Linked DNA regions of Mus musculus: region 2 is linked to region 1. The links are chromatin contacts, called in public HiChIP or PLAC-seq maps. All regions are on one chromosome and are shown on one strand. Each heading gives the region's core, a stretch centred on a gene start, on an enhancer-like site or on the middle of the called end of the contact. The rest is flanking DNA. Distances are from core to core; before and after follow the strand shown. Region 1 holds the start of Shld1 (shieldin complex subunit 1). Region 2 overlaps AU019990 (expressed sequence AU019990).

What was found. HiChIP or PLAC-seq counts read pairs in DNA pulled down with a chosen protein or histone mark.
Region 2: an H3K27ac HiChIP or PLAC-seq map of heart atrium shows a contact between it and region 1, with 30 read pairs. The contact joins the enhancer-like site here to the promoter of Shld1 in region 1. A contact is called at or near these places in 3 of 39 promoter capture datasets (the C10 cell line and liver), 22 of 484 Hi-C or Micro-C datasets (the AML12 cell line, CD4 T cells, CD8 T cells and 9 more), 8 of 115 datasets of contacts at active chromatin or transcription factors (CD8 T cells, bone marrow-derived macrophages, effector CD8 T cells and 4 more) and 3 of 9 other capture datasets (adipose tissue, liver and pancreatic islet).

What each region holds. Positions count from the first base shown.
Region 1 is chr2:132,684,141-132,688,735 of GRCm38.p6, forward strand. Shld1 (shieldin complex subunit 1) reads left to right here and starts at 2,791. Exons shown (of 3, transcript NM_001358260.1): 1 at 2,791-2,841.
Region 2 is chr2:132,636,663-132,641,257 of GRCm38.p6, forward strand. All of the region lies in intron 4 of AU019990 (expressed sequence AU019990), which reads left to right. Among named protein-coding and RNA genes, the nearest start is that of AU019990, 41 kb to the left of the region's middle. Within about 2 kb of position 1,904, at least 13 of the 459 cell types and tissues checked have an H3K27ac peak or open chromatin away from gene starts, as enhancers often do. A contact at or near this core is called in heart atrium, liver and olfactory sensory neurons, where this site is marked.

The DNA of each region.
Region 1 (4,595 bases), core at 1,541-4,040:
TTCCAGAGGTCCTGAGTTCAATTCCTAGCAACCACATGGTGACTCACAACCACCTGTAGGTAGTGGGCATCTGATGCCACCTTCTGGTGTGTCTGAAAACAGTGACAGTATACATGAAATAAATAAATCAAAAAAAAAAAAAAAAAAGCCAGACGAATGCCTTTAATCTCAGTACTTGAGAGGCAGAGGCAGGTGGATTTCTAAGTTCGAGGCTAGCCTGGTCTACAGAGTGAGTTCCAGGACAGCCAAGGCTACACAGAGAAACCCTGCCTCAAACAAACAAACAAATAAACAAACAAACAGCTTCTGCTTCGATGGCTGCTTCAGCCCAGAACATGATGAAAGAGGATGGTTAGGAGCAGGCTACAGGCCAGACAAAGTTATTACGGTCTCAGACGTTTGCTCCAGGAAGCTCCATAGGAAAAACAACCTTCATCATGGAAAAAACTGACACCAAAACACAGGAGCGGTAAAGCAGACCCACACACTGTTTACCAAATGAATGAGATAACAGGCAAATGGCAAAGTCTCTGCTTCACTGATAACAGGTGGTAAAGCCAAGTTTGGGTGTCATTGTTGAGTCAGGTGTGGGTGGGGAACGAGAGATACTGAGAGCAGGGAGGGGGCGAGAGGGGGAGGGCCTCACCCATTCCTGACCACAGCAGCACACCAACCTGGCTCACTGAACTGGGATCTGGATGGAAGTATGCAAAACATACTTGTCCTTGCCCTTCAGAGAGCTACTGCATAGTGGGAAAAGAAGGAAGAGCAAAAGGATTTAAAGAGATAAGTGGAAAGCGAGGTCTCTTGGAAGGAACAGTCAACGCCTATTTGACAAGTCAGGGGAGGTTCTGGCAGGGAGAACTCTCTAAAGCTGATATCTGAATATTATAAGGACCAGAAAGTAGAAAAAACTGTTCCTAAGGAATGAAGCTGTGAGGAAGGAAAACTCAGGGCAAGAAAGAACAAGCAATGAAACCAGTGTGGAGGAGGTGGAGCTGGGGAGAGATGAGGTCTTTGTCTGACATGGTAATTTGAACTTGCTTAGCCCAGGGAATGGCACTGTTAGGTGTGGCCTTGATGGAGAGGGTGTGTCACTGTTGGGGTGGGCTTTTAGACCCTCCTCCTAGCTGCCTGGAAGCTAGTCTTCTGGCAGCCTTTAGATCAAGATGTAGAACTCTCAGCTCCTTCTCTAGCACCAAGACTGCTTGCACATGACCATGACTGAACCTCTGACATTGTAAGCCAGCCCCAATTAAATGTTGTCACATATGAGAGTTGACTTGTCTCTTCACAGCAATGGAAACCCTAACTAAGACATGTGCACACACTTTCACAGTATATAGTATTGAATGGCCAAACCTCAAGCACTATTTGCTTTTATTTTATTTATTTATTTATTTATTTATTTATTTATTTGAGACAGCGTTTTACTATCTATCTATGGCTGGCCTGGAATAGATAACTATTTATTTATTTATTTATTTATTTATTTATTTATTTATTTATTTATTTATTTGAGACAGCGTTTTACTATCTATCTATGGCTGGCCTGGAATAGATAACTAGACTAGGATGGCCTTGAGTTCACAGAGAACAGCCTATTTCAGCCACTTGAGCAGTGGATTCTAAAGACATTTATCACCACAACTGGCTCAAGCACAACGCTTAAATATTTTAAAATATTTTCTGTGTGTATGCCTGGTGCCTTTGGAGGTTAGAAAAGGACAATGGGTTCTCTGGAACTGGGTTTAGAAAAGGATGTCAGCTGTCATGTAAACACTGGAAACTGAACCCAGGTCCTCTGGAAGAGCAGCCCATGTTCCTTACTGCTAAACCATCTCTCTAGCCCCTAAAGCAGTAATTTGAAAACATTCCTCTAACTTGCAGGACTCCTAATGTGTGGGGTCTCACCCAAAGGTAGGGATCTGGAGGGGCTGTAAATATACTGGACCCCTCAAGACTATGGTGGGGGAGAAAACCGTCCAATTAAACAGAATTGTTTTAGACTAGCTTTTTACAGTAGTAGGCCCAGTGGACAGAACCAAACTGGAATGGAATCTTTTGTGCTAAGTGCCACTTAAATGAACTTGAAACAAGCTTGCTTTCTCCATAGTTCTGCTCAACACAATCTCCTTTGTTTAAACCTATAAGGATAGTACCCTAGAACTTGGGCTTTTCATTCTCTTTCCATTTCTCCCATAAGAAAATATGGGACGTCTCCCCATAAGCAGATCCATGCTGCTCTAGAACTCTCCACTAGCTCTAGGCTGAGTTTGTTCTGGTTGTGTGCTTTCTTGAGAGGGGTGGAATTTGGGACCAAATTCCAGACACCGATTCACATGCTACGCCATATCCCCAGCCCCTCGAATTTTGTCTTTCAACAGTCAACCCTTTTGTTCTTTTGTGTGGTCCTGAAATTTTAGCCCGAATAGAATCCATGTAACAATATTAAATTATTCTTAATGCTGTCTGAGAGAATTTTGCTAGCCTAAAGCTCCTGATCGTCTTGCCTCACAACGTCCTCCCAAGGCCTCGGGTTCAGACTGTACTTCCAAGGCCAGTTTTCGTCTTATGTCCTTTTTAAGAGACTTTGCATGTTAACAGTTTCCCAGTTTCTTTGGAGTCGGACAAGGACACTTAGAGCAACTAAATATCCCAGATGACCGTCCTGCTGCAGGAGTTCAGGCAAATGCCCTCAGTTAAGATGGCCGCAGCTGACTTGCCTTGACCTTTTCTCGCCTCAGCAAAGACGGGTTCAACAACTTCCTTTTAAACTCTGCTTTTCCCATAACAAAGATGGAGCCAGCGCTTCCGGTTCCGGGCTCTTGCGGTCAGCCGGTGAGTGACACGGGGCTCTGAGAACCTCTGCCGGTTTTTCTGCCGTTCTGGAGGGCGGTGGGAAGGGAGCGGGGAAGCGAGGAGGGAGGGGGAGGAGCGGATGGTTTATTCCGCCGGTTTCCCTGGCACCTGCCCCGCCCCGCCCCTCCGCTCCAAGCTCCGCCCACTGCGCTCTTTTTACCTCGCTCTGGAATTAGTAGAGATCAGGATTAGTTCCAGTCAATTATTTATTTTGGTTTTGTTAAGGCTTTTATGGTTTTGGTTTGCATATATATATAGTCTCTCTACATAGCTATGGTTGTCCTGGAATTCACTATGTCGATCAGGCTGGCCTCGAACTTACAAATAGATCCTCCTTCCTATGCTGGCATTAAAGGCGTGGGCTACCAGGGGTCTATTATAATTTTAAACAGCAGTATTAGTAACTTGATGTTTCCATAAAAATCAAAAGTGTAAACTACAGTCTGTTTTGTACGTTAGCCTAATTGTGCACTTGTGATAACCCTGGACTGTTCTCATCACGCCAAGGAAAACTATTTATTGAGGAACACAGTCCAGAACCAGAGAGCTTCGCTCCGCCCACCACTTGCCCCTACCCCAGTCCTGGGCTATGACCAGAGTGCTGTCTGTCTCTAGGGTTGTTTAATTTGCATTGTATATAAACGGAATCAAAAAAGTATGTGGCTAGATTCTTGGGGCAGGGATTTGCAAAGCTTGTTTTGGGGACTTGAGAGAATTGCATTCCATGGATGACTTAACAATGCCTATCTTTATGGAATCGTATTGCATATTCTTATTTTTATGTTGAAAAGGACCTTCCTGTCTGTTTTCTGAATTTCTCCATCAATTGCCCATCAGTGTGATTCTACTTTGGGACTTACCTTTCTCTTTCACTTCTATGTCTTTGTGTCAATATTCTTGTCTTCATTCCAGGATCTCCATCACATCTGACTTGCACTATTTGTTTTGTTTTGTAGGGATAGTTTGGGCATTAGTAACATCATATTTTATTTTTTATTTTGTTATGTTTTATTTTAGTTTATTTTTAGGACAGGGTCTCACTATGTAGCTCTGGCTGGCCAGGAACTCACTATGTAGTTCAGTGGGCTCTAAACATACAGAGCTGGGCTTATGTCTGCTAGAACTAAAGGCATGGGCCACCACCCCTGCGAATAGCACCATCTTAAGATACTGGCTTCTGGTGCACGAACAAGGAAGGTCTTCCATTTCTTTAGTGCATATTTAACATCTTGTGCATATTTAATACAGCCGTGTTTCATTTCTGTGCCCTTACAAATGGAAAAGGTTCTTAATTTTTCTTTTGAGGTTGTATCACTTGTCTAAAAATACAAGTGATTTGTGTATGTGTTTGGTCTTGTATCTTGCAAACTTGTGTAAGTTGTTTATTTAAAAATTTTTTTTTGTGGCTTCCTTGAGGTTTTCTATACAAGATCATATCTGATTTTTGTTTGATTTTTGCCCTGGGGATTGAACCCAGAGTCTGGTACATGTTAGGCAAGTACTTTACCACCAAGCTGCATCCCCTGCCCCTGTGTCCTGCAAAGGGGGATAATTTTATAGCTCTCTTTCCAACCTTTCACTGCCTTTTCTTGTCTAACTGTGCTGTCTAAAACTTCCAACACAACACTGACTGGCCATAGCAAGTGGAGACGTTCTCATTTTGCTTCTGATTGCAAGATGAAAGCATTTCGCTGGCCTCATTGAGCGTTCTTACTGTGGGTTTTCGAAACCAC
Region 2 (4,595 bases), core at 654-3,153, 48 kb before region 1:
CCCAGCCATCAGTATATACCCATTTATCTAATAATAAATCCCACCCACATGAGCTCTGAGAAGAGCAGTCACGTGACCAGATTTGCATGCTGGGGTGAGGTACACCAATTGTCCTCAGTCCTTCCTCCACACTGTCCACCCTGTTAACAGCCATAGTTCATACTGGTCCTGGTCTAATATACATAAGCCAGGGCTTCCTTGGGGACAGTTTTCTTGTTGTCTGTGAGGGAATATTTATGAATGGAAAAAGTCCCTTGGGCAAGCCATCAGTTTCTTTCTTTCTCTCCCTTTTAAAAATGTATTTGTGTATGTATGTGTGTGTGAGAGAGAGGGGGGGTGGGTCAGAGGACAATTTGTGACAGTCATCACTCCTTCCACCATAGGGGTTCTGAAGATTGAAGTCAGGTGGTCAGCTTTGGCAGCAAATACCTTTACCCCCTGAGCCATCTCCCCCTGGTTTGTCTGTTTTAAATTCTTGCTTATTTGTTTGTGGCAGGGTCTCATCTAACAAACACTCTCTATATAACTATGGCTGACCTTGAACTCCTGATCCCACCTTCAGCTCTTTAGTTTGGGGATTACAGGTGTAAGGCCACACCCAAGTTGTCCCTGGTATGTGCTCTGTATGTGCTGTTGCCATCCTCCAAAAATGGTCTAGGTCTAAGTTCTGAGGAATGTGGTCATGATGGACTCTTTTTGGAAAGCAGAATTTGAGCAAATATATGGGTTTTTTTTATTAGATATTTTCTTCATTTATATTTCAAATGTTATTCCGAAAGTCCCCTATACCCTCCCCTGCCCTGCTCCCCAACCCACCCACTCTCACTTCCTGGCCCTGGTATTCCCCTGTACTGGGGCATATGATCTTCACAAGACCAAGGGCCTCTCCTCTCATTGATGGCCTACTAGGCCATCCTCTGCTACATATGCAACTAGAGACACAGCTCTAGGGGATACTGGTTAGTTCATATTGTTGATCCTTCTATAGGGTTGAGTATTTTCTCTAGCTCCTTCTTTAGGGGCCCTGTGTTCCATCCAATAGATCTGTTTTAAAGAAATGATTGCGTCTACAGAAAACCTGCTGGCATGGTTGTAAAATTATAAATCTCACAAAGGGAAGGGCTTTGTGGCCAAATTCATGTGGTATGGTCTGTTTCCTTGTTCATGGAACCTCTTCCTTCTCCTGAAGGGGCAAAGGGAAGTTGGCAGGCTATGTTTCCCAGCCTCCTACACTTAGCAGAGCCGTGGAACTGTTTGCTGGTACATTACCTCAGTCTCGCTTTCCCCTCATGATTTCTTTAGGCACGCTGGATAATCTAGGATAACCCCCAATCTCCAAGCTGATTAGCAACCTAATTCACTTCTGCCACGTAATCCTATGTCCTACCAGGGTCCAGGGCTGTGACATGGATATCTGTGAGGGGCTATTGTTAGTGGCCGTGAGAGAGAGAAAAAAGCACTGTTTGCCAAAGGAAAGTTGGCATAGGAAAGGTCAGTGCCTCCCTCTGTAACCTGCATGCCCTTATCTTGATGCGCTTTATTTATATTTCGGTTTTGTTTGAGGGTTTTGGACAGAGTATCACCGTATAGCTTGGTTGGCCTGGAACTCCCTATATAGGTCACACGGGCTTCTTCTCTCAGTAATCCTCCGACCCTGCTTCCTGAGTTCCGGGATTACAAGTGTGCAGCATACCCCGTGTTCACTCATATTTTTATTATGCATCTGTAGCAGATGCCTATGGGGTGTTTTGCCATATAGTGTCATCCACCTGCTTCAGGGCACTTTGGAGAGACAGTTCCATGAACTTTGCCAGTTTTCTGTTTTCAAGCTAACCTGGAAACACCTCCGCTCTCTCTTAGGCAGTAAAAGGTCACTCAGCCAGATTCGGGTACATGAAAGTACATGGAGTTAACACGCCCAGGAGCAGTGCTCATCTGACAGAGAGTGAGACCCATGGTTAGGCATGGCAGGCTCCAGCCTGTAGCAGAGCTTCTGAGGGTTCTCTGTGGTTCCCTCCAAGGTCCCTGAGTCTCAGTTGCCCTCAGTGGTTACCTATGAACCAACCTTGTGTTTTTATTGCTGTGAAGAGATCCCATGACCACAGCAATTGTTATACAGGAAAACATTCAACTGGGGCTGGCTTACAGTTTCAAAGGTTTAGTCCATTATCATCATGGTGGGGAGCATGCAGCATGTTGGCAGACGTGGTGATAGAGAAGGAGCTGAGAGTTCTACATCTTGATCTAAAGGCAGCTGAAGGAGACTGTGCCACACTGGGCACAGCTTGAGCATAGGGGACCTTTCAGCCTATCCCCCAGTGAGACACTTCTTCTAACAAGGCCACACCTCTTAATAGTGCCACTCCCTAAGGGCCAAGCAGAGGAACGTGAGTCTATGAGGACATTCCTATTCAAACCACCACGCACTGTCTTAGCTGTTCTCCTCTCTCTGCTTTATTCTTCCTGCCTATGATTTCAACTTCCTAGCATTACCTATCCAATAGTCTACCTGCATCCATATCCTTCCCTTAGGGTTGCCTTAGGGAGAAATGAAATCCTATCGTGCTTGCTGCCCACATCTTGTGGAGTTAGCGGTTCCAGCATGTCAGGTGAAACCACAACATCACACCAGAGCAGCTCGGTTGTACACATCTCTTCTGACCTGCGAGAGTCCTTTGGGTTGGTTGGTGACCTGCCACAAAAACTGCCTTCGATTAATCATGTCTTCTGAGACAATTCCACGAAAGGCTGCTTCTAAACATTGCTATTGGCTGATTATGAGGCCCCACAGCAGGATCTGTTGGAGGAGTAAGAACCACCCTTCTGAGGCACGTGCTAAAAGGTCTCCGTACCTAAGGGCAGGGAAAGGTTGTTTGAGGTTATCTCTCTTTTAGTTCAGGCTGAGGTCCTGTTTGTTTATCTGAGTTCTGGAAATAACCCTGGGAATTCATTTAGGTGCCAAGGGAAACATGAGGACGGTGTACTCTAAAAACACTTCGCTGTAAGCTGCCGCAGCAGACAGCAGCCACAAAACCAGAGAAGGTTATTGGGACCCTCCTGTAGACCCAACAAATGCCTGGTGACTTTGGGGGAGAAGTTATATATTCTTTATTGGCTAACGGGGATATTATTGTACCTGTGTTCTAAAGATAGCAAAAGTAATGGTGTAGCATTTGGGAAGAATTTTAATATCTCCCTGGGATGGGTCAGAGATTGTCCTCGTTAGGGTTTCTATTACTGCAATGAAACACCATGACCAAAAAAGCAGTGTTGGGAGGAAAGGGTCTATTCTGCTTATATGTCCACATCAGTGTTCATCATCCACAGAAATCAGGACGGGGCTCAAACAGGGCAGGAACCTGGAGGCAGGAGCTGATGCAGAGGCCACAGAGGACAGCTGCTTACTAGTTTGCTTCCCCCTGGCTTGCTCAGCCTGCTTTTTGATAGAATCCAGAACCACCAGCCCAGAGATGGCACCACCCACAATGGGATGGTGGGATGGGCCCTCCCCCACCAGTCACTAATAAAGAAAATTCCTTACTGCTGGATCTTAGTCTTTTTTTTTTTTTTTTTCCGGTTTTTCGAGGCAGGTTTCTCTGGACAGCCCTGGCTGTCCTGGAACTTACTTTGTAGACCAGGCTGGCCTCAAACTCAGAAATCTGCCTGCCTCTGCTGGGATTAAAGGCATGCGCCACCACGTCCGGCTTTTAGTCATCATTTCAATTGAAGTTCCCTCCCTCCAGATAACTCCAGTGTGTGTGTCAAGTTGACCTAAGACTATCCAGCATGTTGCTGGGTACCTCTTGCAGGGTAACATGTGCCCATTTTCTTATGAAGTCTTCTTTCCTGTACTGGGGCTGGGGAGAGTTGGAATGAGACCCAGACCTCTTCAGCATTCTGGGAGGACCCTTTCCAGGAGTTGAGGAAGATGTCTTGAGATGAAGAAATGCCACAGGAAGCTGAGGAGTATCTTGAGAATAGTATCTATCTGAGAATAGCATCTTGGAGGAGAGAACTGGCCATGCAAGGAAGCCAGGCTGTGGTGCCTTCATAATACCGCCTCTAATACTATGAGGAGATCAGGGAAGTCCCTCAGAGCTGTCCTAGACTGAGGTAAAGAGTCCTTAGACACGGCTGCTCCAGGAAGTTCACACAGCTCCCTCACCTTGGGTTTGAACCTCCTAGGAGCTGGAGTTGAGTGTCTGGGTCCTAAGACCCAGAGCAAGGTACCCTGCCCGCACTGTAACCTTTCTCTCTTACAGCAGGGAGGTCTGTGCTGGTCTTCCAGGGAGGCTCTGCCCTACACTCACCTTCAAAGGCCTTTAGCCTCCCGTGGCAATAGGAAAGCTGTTTCCTCCTTACCACTGCTGAAGAGCAGCTACATGCGCAATATAGCACATGAGAAATAAACCTAATTTGTATTTCAGTCAATAATTCTATTCCAAAAGCGGAGTATTTATTTTAGTCTTCAAGACACATTGGGTCATATGATCCTTCTTCATCCTCAGAACCTGAAAGGTTTTTAGTTTTGTTTCATTTTGTTTTGTTTCTATGTGTATGAGTGTTTTGTCTGCATATGTCTGTATACCACATAT